2 separate regions of the Mus musculus genome follow, and region 2 is linked to region 1. A link is a contact called in public promoter capture Hi-C data. All regions are on one chromosome and are shown on one strand. The core of a region is the stretch at or near the end of the contact, and the rest is flanking DNA. Distances in the headings are between cores, read along the strand shown. Region 1 has its middle 40 kb from the start of Gns. Region 2 overlaps Xpot (exportin, tRNA (nuclear export receptor for tRNAs)).

What was found. Promoter capture Hi-C pulls out the DNA fragments that hold promoters and counts their contacts.
Region 2: a promoter capture Hi-C map of embryonic stem cells shows a contact between it and region 1. The contact joins two enhancer-like sites. A contact is called at or near these places in 6 of 39 promoter capture datasets (the C10 cell line, cranial neural crest, embryonic stem cells and 3 more), 2 of 484 Hi-C or Micro-C datasets (nephron progenitors and pre-B cells), 1 of 115 datasets of contacts at active chromatin or transcription factors (thymic regulatory T cells) and 3 of 9 other capture datasets (adipose tissue, liver and pancreatic islet).

What each region holds. Positions count from the first base shown.
Region 1 is chr10:121,402,814-121,406,487 of GRCm38.p6, reverse strand. No RefSeq gene overlaps it. Among named protein-coding and RNA genes, the nearest start is that of Gns, 40 kb to the right of the region's middle. Within about 2 kb of position 1,252, at least 5 of the 459 cell types and tissues checked have an H3K27ac peak or open chromatin away from gene starts, as enhancers often do. A contact at or near this core is called in embryonic stem cells, where this site is marked.
Region 2 is chr10:121,620,014-121,623,779 of GRCm38.p6, reverse strand. It overlaps Xpot (exportin, tRNA (nuclear export receptor for tRNAs)), which reads left to right. Exons shown (of 25, transcript NM_001081056.2): 2 at 789-922. The coding sequence starts at 863. Among named protein-coding and RNA genes, the nearest start is that of Xpot, 4.4 kb to the left of the region's middle. Within about 2 kb of position 2,484, at least 18 of the 459 cell types and tissues checked have an H3K27ac peak or open chromatin away from gene starts, as enhancers often do. A contact at or near this core is called in embryonic stem cells, where this site is marked.

The DNA of each region.
Region 1 (3,674 bases), core at 3-2,502:
TTAGTGGAGCCCACAGTTAAGAAACTTTTAATTGTAAAAAGACTTTGGATTTTAAAAGAGATGGATATTTTAAAGAGATTGAAATTTTAAGAATATGTAAAGACTGTGGGACTTTTAAAGTTATTTAGATCTTGGGGATGAATAAGAATGTAAGGGTTGAGGCTTACTAGTGATGTGTTTGTGTGTCAAGTTGACAAGGGGTCAATTGTACAGGCTAGTTTTGTGTCAACTTGACACAGCTGGAGTTATCACAGAGAAAGGAGCTTCAGTTGAGGAAATGCCTCCATGAGATCCAACTGTAAGGCATTTTCTCAGTTAGTAATCAAGGGGGAAAGGCCCCTTGTGGGTGGGACCATCTCTGGGCTGGTAGTCTTGGGTTCTATAAGAGAGCAGGCTGAGCAAGCCAGGTGAGGCAAGCCAGTAAAGAACATCCCTCCATGGCTTCTGCATCAGCTCCTGCTTCCTGACCTGCTTGAGTTCCAGTCCTGACTTCCTTTGGTGATGAACAGCAGTATGGAAGTGTAAGCCAAATAAACCCTTTCCTCCCCAACTTGATTCTTGGTCCTGATGTTTGTGCAGGAATAGAAACCCTGACTAAGACAGGGAGTCACCACAATGAGAGGAACTGTATGAAAGGGTCGCAGTGTTAGGAGGGCTGAGAGCCACCGATTTAGGGGCTAATCCTGAAATACAGGGCAGGAACTGTCCTGCTTTTCCTTTAAGGTCTGTTGCCTGGGAGGAGTGGGCAGGGCAGGGCAGGGGACCATTCATTCCTAGTGTTCCTCTTGTAATTGGTCAGAAAATTCCTAGAACAACCAGGAAAGGAAGGCAAGCCACCCAAAGCTGCAGTGGGCTGAGCCGCTCAGCCAGTCCCGAGACAGGCACCATCCTTAGCAAAGGACCGAAAAATTTCGAGTTCTCCCTGTGCTGACTTCCGACGTGAACCGCAACTTGCTTAATTTGGTGTTCTAGAAAGAATCTCTGCTAAAGAGTCAAGGGTGGAGAGGAAGGCCCGGTGAGAGCCTGGAGGGCGGGCCAGCTATGGAGCTGGCTCACCTGGTCGTCTGCACGGTGGGGTTAGGCTCTGGCTTGGTCTCTGGTCTGGTTTCCTCTGGTTTTGCTTTGCTTTTTGGGGAACCACTCCCAGTCGGTCTGTCATAGGTGATAAGATTGAGAAGCAGTTTGTGCTGTAAAGCTCTGGTTTCTGAGAGAAAATCCTTCGAAGACTTCAACGAGGGAGCTCTTTTTAGACAAGGCAGACCTCTGCACCAGTGCAGAGACTCCGCCATCTTAACATCCTGCCAGCCCCATACCTTGGCACCGAGCTCCCCGAAGCTCCTGTCTTTGTTTCTGAGGCAGGTGAGATGGGACTTAGAAATGTTTATTCACACAGCAGCACAGGACTCTAAATTTTTAAGGGATTATCTTTGTTCTGGGGAGGGAATTACTTTAGCCAATCAAGTTTGTGATAACTTTATTAGTTTGTTTTGTTTTGTCTTTTGAGACAGTTTCTACATATTCCAGGCTGTCCTGGAACTCACTCTGTAGACCAGGCTGGCCTTGAACTCAGAAATCCGCCTGCCTCTGCCTCCCAAGTGCTGGGATTAATTAAAGGCGTGCGCCACCACCACCCGGCCCGGCTTTTTCTTTTTCTTTTTTTCTTCTTTTTTCTTTCTTTCTTTCTTCCTTTCTTTCTTTCTTTCTTTCTTTCTTTCTTTTTTTTTTTTTTAAAGATTTTATTTTCTATATATGACGAGTACACTGTAGCTGTCTTCAGACACACCAGAAGAGGCCATCAGATCCCATAACAGATGGTCGTGAGCCACCATGTGGTTGCTGGGAACTGAACTCAGGACCTCTGGAAGAGCAGTCAGTGCTCTTAACCACTGAGCCATCTCTCCAGTCCTTAAAATGAAACTTTTAAAAAGAGCTAACACAAGGTAACACTTGCAGGGTGTGGGGTGCAAGCTGGTGATTTATATTTCGTTGCAATCCACCCATTTTGTCTCTCTTCCGGCATTCTCTGTCACCTTCAATTTTGACTTAAGAGAATTTTTTATCTTAGCCAGACATGGTTGTGGAGGCCAAGCAAGGTGTGCGAGCCAGAGGGAACTGGATCTGTGGCGTGGCCACTGCCAAGTGTCTTGTTTGTATTTTAAAAGTTGATTCTTACAGAAGGAAATTGATTTAAACACAGAACACTCACAACTGTAGGGTGATTGGCCTTCCGCTGTATTCGCCAGAGAGGCAGTAACAAAACTTAGATTCAAGGTACCTGGAGCAGTGGGGCCGCCGGGCTCTCCGGTCTTTTCATGGCCAAGGTGATGCTAATGCTGAGTGATCCAGACCACAGCTGGAGGCCTCAATCTTTGTTTTTTGCCAATCTTTGTTTCCATGCCTGTAAACTCTCACCCCCTCCCTAAGCGAGAGTGTGGAAGCTTACCTTTATTACCCCAGCACCCCTGAGGTGGGGGGGGGACGGGGGACGGACGGGGAGGGGGGGAGGGGGGAGGGGGGTGGGGGGGAAGGGGCAGGGGCAGGATGGGGCGGAGCCTGGGGAATGTAGCTTCAAGGCTAGCCTGGGCTCCATAGTGAAGTCCTTCCTGTCTGAATGGCTCTCAGGGATTGTCACAAGAACAAAACCAGGTTGGTTCCCTCAGTTGGTTATTTCCTTGAAGCCAGGCATTATTTTCGGGGGGGGGGGGGGAGCTTTGCATCTCTCCTAGCAGGGGGGACTTCCCAAAGGTGTGACAACAGCTTCCTGGGCAGCTTGTCCTCCTCAGACACACACAGTTGCAGCTTATGGCCTGTGTGACTGTGGCTTTTGCCCCAGCTGAGCTCTGCCTGGGCAGCACTTTGGGGCATTGTAGGGAGGACGCAGGAAGCCAGGATCGTAGACGGGAAGCTTCTCTGTTCTCGTTCTGTGAGAGGGCTCGCCGTGGCCTTGTGGGCTTCATGTGCAAGCATCTGGGAGAGTGCAGTAGAAGACTGAGGCAGCCTTGGGAGGTGACACAGCCTTAGTCGACACTCATTCCAGCTCCCTAGGAAGCAACCAAGGTGTCACACTGACCGGAGTCCATATGCGGGAGATGCCAGAGCTGGGAAGCAAGGCCACACAGCTTAAGTCGTAGGGGCGTGGGCAGAATAGAATCACCATGTGTCGGAGCTGCTGCCATCTCGGCTCGCAGAGGAGGCCAGGGCAGTGCCAACAGGTGCTCCTGCCTTGGGTCAGAGGCTTTTGGAAACCACGGAGAAGTCACTGGAGAGAAGGGTGGTCTGTGATGAGCTGCCAGCCAGGGATCCCATTAAAATATTTTCCAACATATGCTGGGTACATTTAGCAACCAATCCACAAAGACACATCTACCCTCTTTAGTAACAATAGGCTAGGACTCGTGTTTATTTATATTCCTGGGTATGTAATATGCATGCACTTAGTGGGGGCGGTGGCAGGGATTAAACCTAGGGCTTGGTGCACAGTGGGCAAGTGGTAGGCAGCACTGAGCAACATGGTCAGTTCCTGTCGTCCCCCCCCCCCCCCCCCGAGAAGTTCTGACTATGTACTGCAGGCTCCTGGAATGCTCTAACCCTTTGGTTTTGAACTTGTAATCCTCCTGCCTCCTGGAAGATAAGGACTGAGGAAGAAAGACCACAAATTGTCCTAATGCTGGGGC
Region 2 (3,766 bases), core at 1,235-3,734, 220 kb before region 1:
GATCAGAAGAGGGGGCTTAACTTGGATCCTGATTTTTTTTTTTCAATTCCAAAAAGATCAAGGAAAACAGAAGAGTATAGAGATCTATCTGCGGCCTGGCCCTGGCTTCACCACGCCTGAAAGGCTGCCCGTGACCTCCGTTCACCTCTTGGCCTCTTTAAGTTCTCTGTGGCTCTAATAATTTAAAAACAGATAAATAAAAAAGATGTGTAGCTTTATAATAGGAATATAAGGATATATCTGTATGTGCTTATATGTGTGCTTGTATATATATGTGCAGGTGGAAGGCAGGGAATCCATATTAGATGTCTTCATCTGTTGATTTTCACTATAACTTTTTTTTTTTTTTTACAATTTCATACATGTATATAATGCATGCTGCTTATTCTCCTACCTTGAATATTTGTCAGAACTCTCCGCCTCTCCTTACTTTTTGAGGCAGGGTCTTACTGAACCTGGGACTTAGCAGTTTGGCTGAGTAGCTGGCCAGAAAACTTTGGGGATCTGACTGTTGTTTCCACCTCCTTCCCCACCCCCAGCACTTCATGCTTGTTTCTAGAAGAATTACTTTCTGTATTTGGCCGGGGCACTTTGCGGGGCGATAGCACCTGAAAGCTTTAATGGCATACTTGTTTAGAGTCTGCACAATTATGCTGCTGTGGGCTCCATGGCCCACTTTTGTTCTTGTGAGGTCTAGACTCTTAAGGTGGGTTTTGACCCTTCAGGAGCTGTGTATTTTCAGCCACATCTGATATTCTAGGTGATCATCTTTTGTTTTCTGTGCACAGATGATTGTGGATTCTGCTGTGGGATTAGAAGCCACGTCTGTTGTGATCGGAAAACTCCAGGAATAGCGGCCGAGATGGATGAACAGGCTCTTTTAGGGTTAAATCCAAATGCCGATTCAGACTTTAGACAGAGGGTAAGTCAGTCAATGTAACTATTTTGAAAAGCATGCAACCATAAACACGTGTCAGAGGATTTAGACAGCAAACACATCTGATGATAGAGGTATAATTTGAGTAAACATTAATAAAACCAAACATATTTGAGGCATGTTCTGAATATTGAAACATCGAGTGTTCTGATTGATTTTTGTTAGATTGGCTGAGCCAGGATCCTGAAACCTGACCCGTTAAGGCAGGACTTTGTGCAACATGGGACGTTGCTAATTGTTGCAACGTTGTAACACAGTTACAGAGACAGAGAACTTTGTAGTAGGCAGTATATGTTTTACCCTGTGGTTGCTTACCTTGCACTGCAAGTTGCTTAAGTCTGAAGTTGGTGACAGTGAGCCTCCTTACTAGTCTCTGCAGACTGGAAATAAGCAGTTCCCGTATGCCACACCTTAAGTTATATAAAACAATTTTGTGATGAGAAATCCATTAGGAGATGCTGGTATATTTGGATAAATGTAAACAATTAAACCCACTGTCATGCAGAAGTCTACTAAGTACTGTAGCTGAGTGATAAAAGAAGACGCTAGAAGAACAACAAGCCTTTAATTAATGTTTAAAGACGTGAGCGTTCTGAAGTTTAGGATCAAAGGAAGGAGGGTTATTCTTGTAGCAAAGGAGAGAGAGTACTTGTTATAAATGAGCCAGAGTTAACAATCTCACTATGTATTAGAGCCATATTTGTTTGGCTTTTATGTGGTTTAAAAGACAAAACAAAACTTCCCAAGCAGTTTCTGATACAATACACACCTCTGCTGATTAGAAGGAACTCCCCCTCCAAATACAGCAACTAATAGAAATCTAGGTGTAGGCACATCAAAAACCTAGCAGTCAAAACCAGGTAGTGTTGGTGCACGCCTTTAATCCCAGCTTTGGGAGGCAGAAGCAGGCAGATCTCTGAGTTCAAGGCCAGCCTGGTCTACAACAGGATAGCCTGGTCTCAAAAAACAAACACCCTAGAAGTCCAGGCTTTTTGTATATTAATGGTTTTATTTTCATAGGGACTTAAACCACCTGCTTTGAAAGTAGCTGAAGTATTGCAGTCTTGACCTCAGTCTGCTTTGGTGTTGCAGGCTGATTATAATTAAAAGTTTTATGCGTGTCCGATGATTTGGGGCTTTTGTTTTTATAGTGCTGGGAATTGAACCTCGGCAAGGGCTCTACCACTGAGCTTTATGCTCTTGTTGTTATCCTGATTTGGTTTGGGGTTTTTGTTTCCGCTTCAACTCTGGGGTTCCAGGGATTCTTTTCTTTTCCCAGCCTACCTTGCAAACAGGGTTCAGTTTGTTTGAGGTGTAATCTTGCTGTGTTACCTAGACTGTGTGGCCTGGCGCTCTCCACGTAGCTCAGGCTCACCTTGAACTCCCAGCACTCCCCCTGCTTCAGCTTCCCGACTGCTGGGATTACCACCGTATTCTACCCGCTTTGCTTTTAGGAAATTCGCTTAAGGATGACTGCCTGTGGCATGCTTGTGGAGGTCAAAGGCGACTTTGTGGAGAAGAGTCGCTCCTCCCTCTGATGTGGGTTCTGGGATCACTCTGAGTCACTCACGGAGCGCTTAGTACCTGCTGAGCAATCTCCCCGGCCCTTTCCTCTGCTCTCATTAGTGTTTGTTGGGCCGGTTGTGGGGCGGGGGGGGGGGGGGAGCAGTGTGTGTGTGTGTGTGTTTCATGTATTTATTTGGTGGGGAGAGAGCATTGTGAGCCTTGTCTTGGGGTTTTCATTGCTGTGCACAGACACCATGACCAAGAACTCTTATAAAGGCAACATTTAACTGGGACTGGCTTACAGGTTCAGGGATTCAGTCCATTATCATCAAGGCAGGAACATGGCAGCATCCAGGCAGGCATGGTGCAGGAGGAGCTGAGAGTTGTACATCTTCATCTGAAGGCTGCTAGCAGAAGACTCGATTCCAGGCAGCTAGGATGAGGGTCTTAAAGCCCACACCCACAGTGACACACCTACTCCAACAAGGCCACACCTCCTAATAGTGCCTCTCCCTGGGCCACGCACACACAAACCCTGACAAGCTGCAGAAGTGTTCCTCCCTCCCCTGCCCTGCCAGGTGGGCTCTAGGAGCCAGAGTTTACCCCCTGAACCATCTTGCTAGCTCTGTTTTGTTTTGTTTTGTTTTGAGACAGTCTCATATAGGCCAAGCTAGCCTGGAATAAGCCATTGTCATTGAGGATGGCTCGGCTGTTCTGATGTCCCCACCTCATCCTCCCAGGCTCTGGAATTGCAGGCATGCCCCACCGGATCTAGACTTCCTCTTTGGTGATTTGGTTGGTTGGTTGAGACAGAAGCTGACACCACAGTCCAGGCTGGCCTCCAGGTTTCGGCAGACCTACTATGGTCATTCCTTGAATTGGCTGTAGGCTTGGCTCACCGGGCCTGGTTCTTAACCCTATTTATTTTTAATGCATTCTTTTTTTAATCCTGTTAATTTTTAAGTTCCAATATTGAACGTTTTAAAAGTTAGTTACTTGTGTGTGCTGTGGTGAGGGTGGGGCCACCAGGGCCATGGTGCTCGGATGGAGTCTGTTCTTTATCTTCCGCCGTCGTCCTTGCGTTCCGGTGGCTGAGCTCAGGTCCTTTTCCCTGGTGAGCCATTTTACCAGCTCTGTCCAACAGAGTTTTAACAAATACACCTCGGTGTTCTTTTCCAGAAAAAAAAAAAAAAACAAAACGCTGATCTATTAGTGTTTTATTTTTGTTCTGTAGTATGGAATAGAGTTTATTTAGGGAATGAGAGGGAGTTGAGGGACTGAAGACAGAGAAAGGCAGAGAGGGGGAGAGAAGGAGGGAGAAAG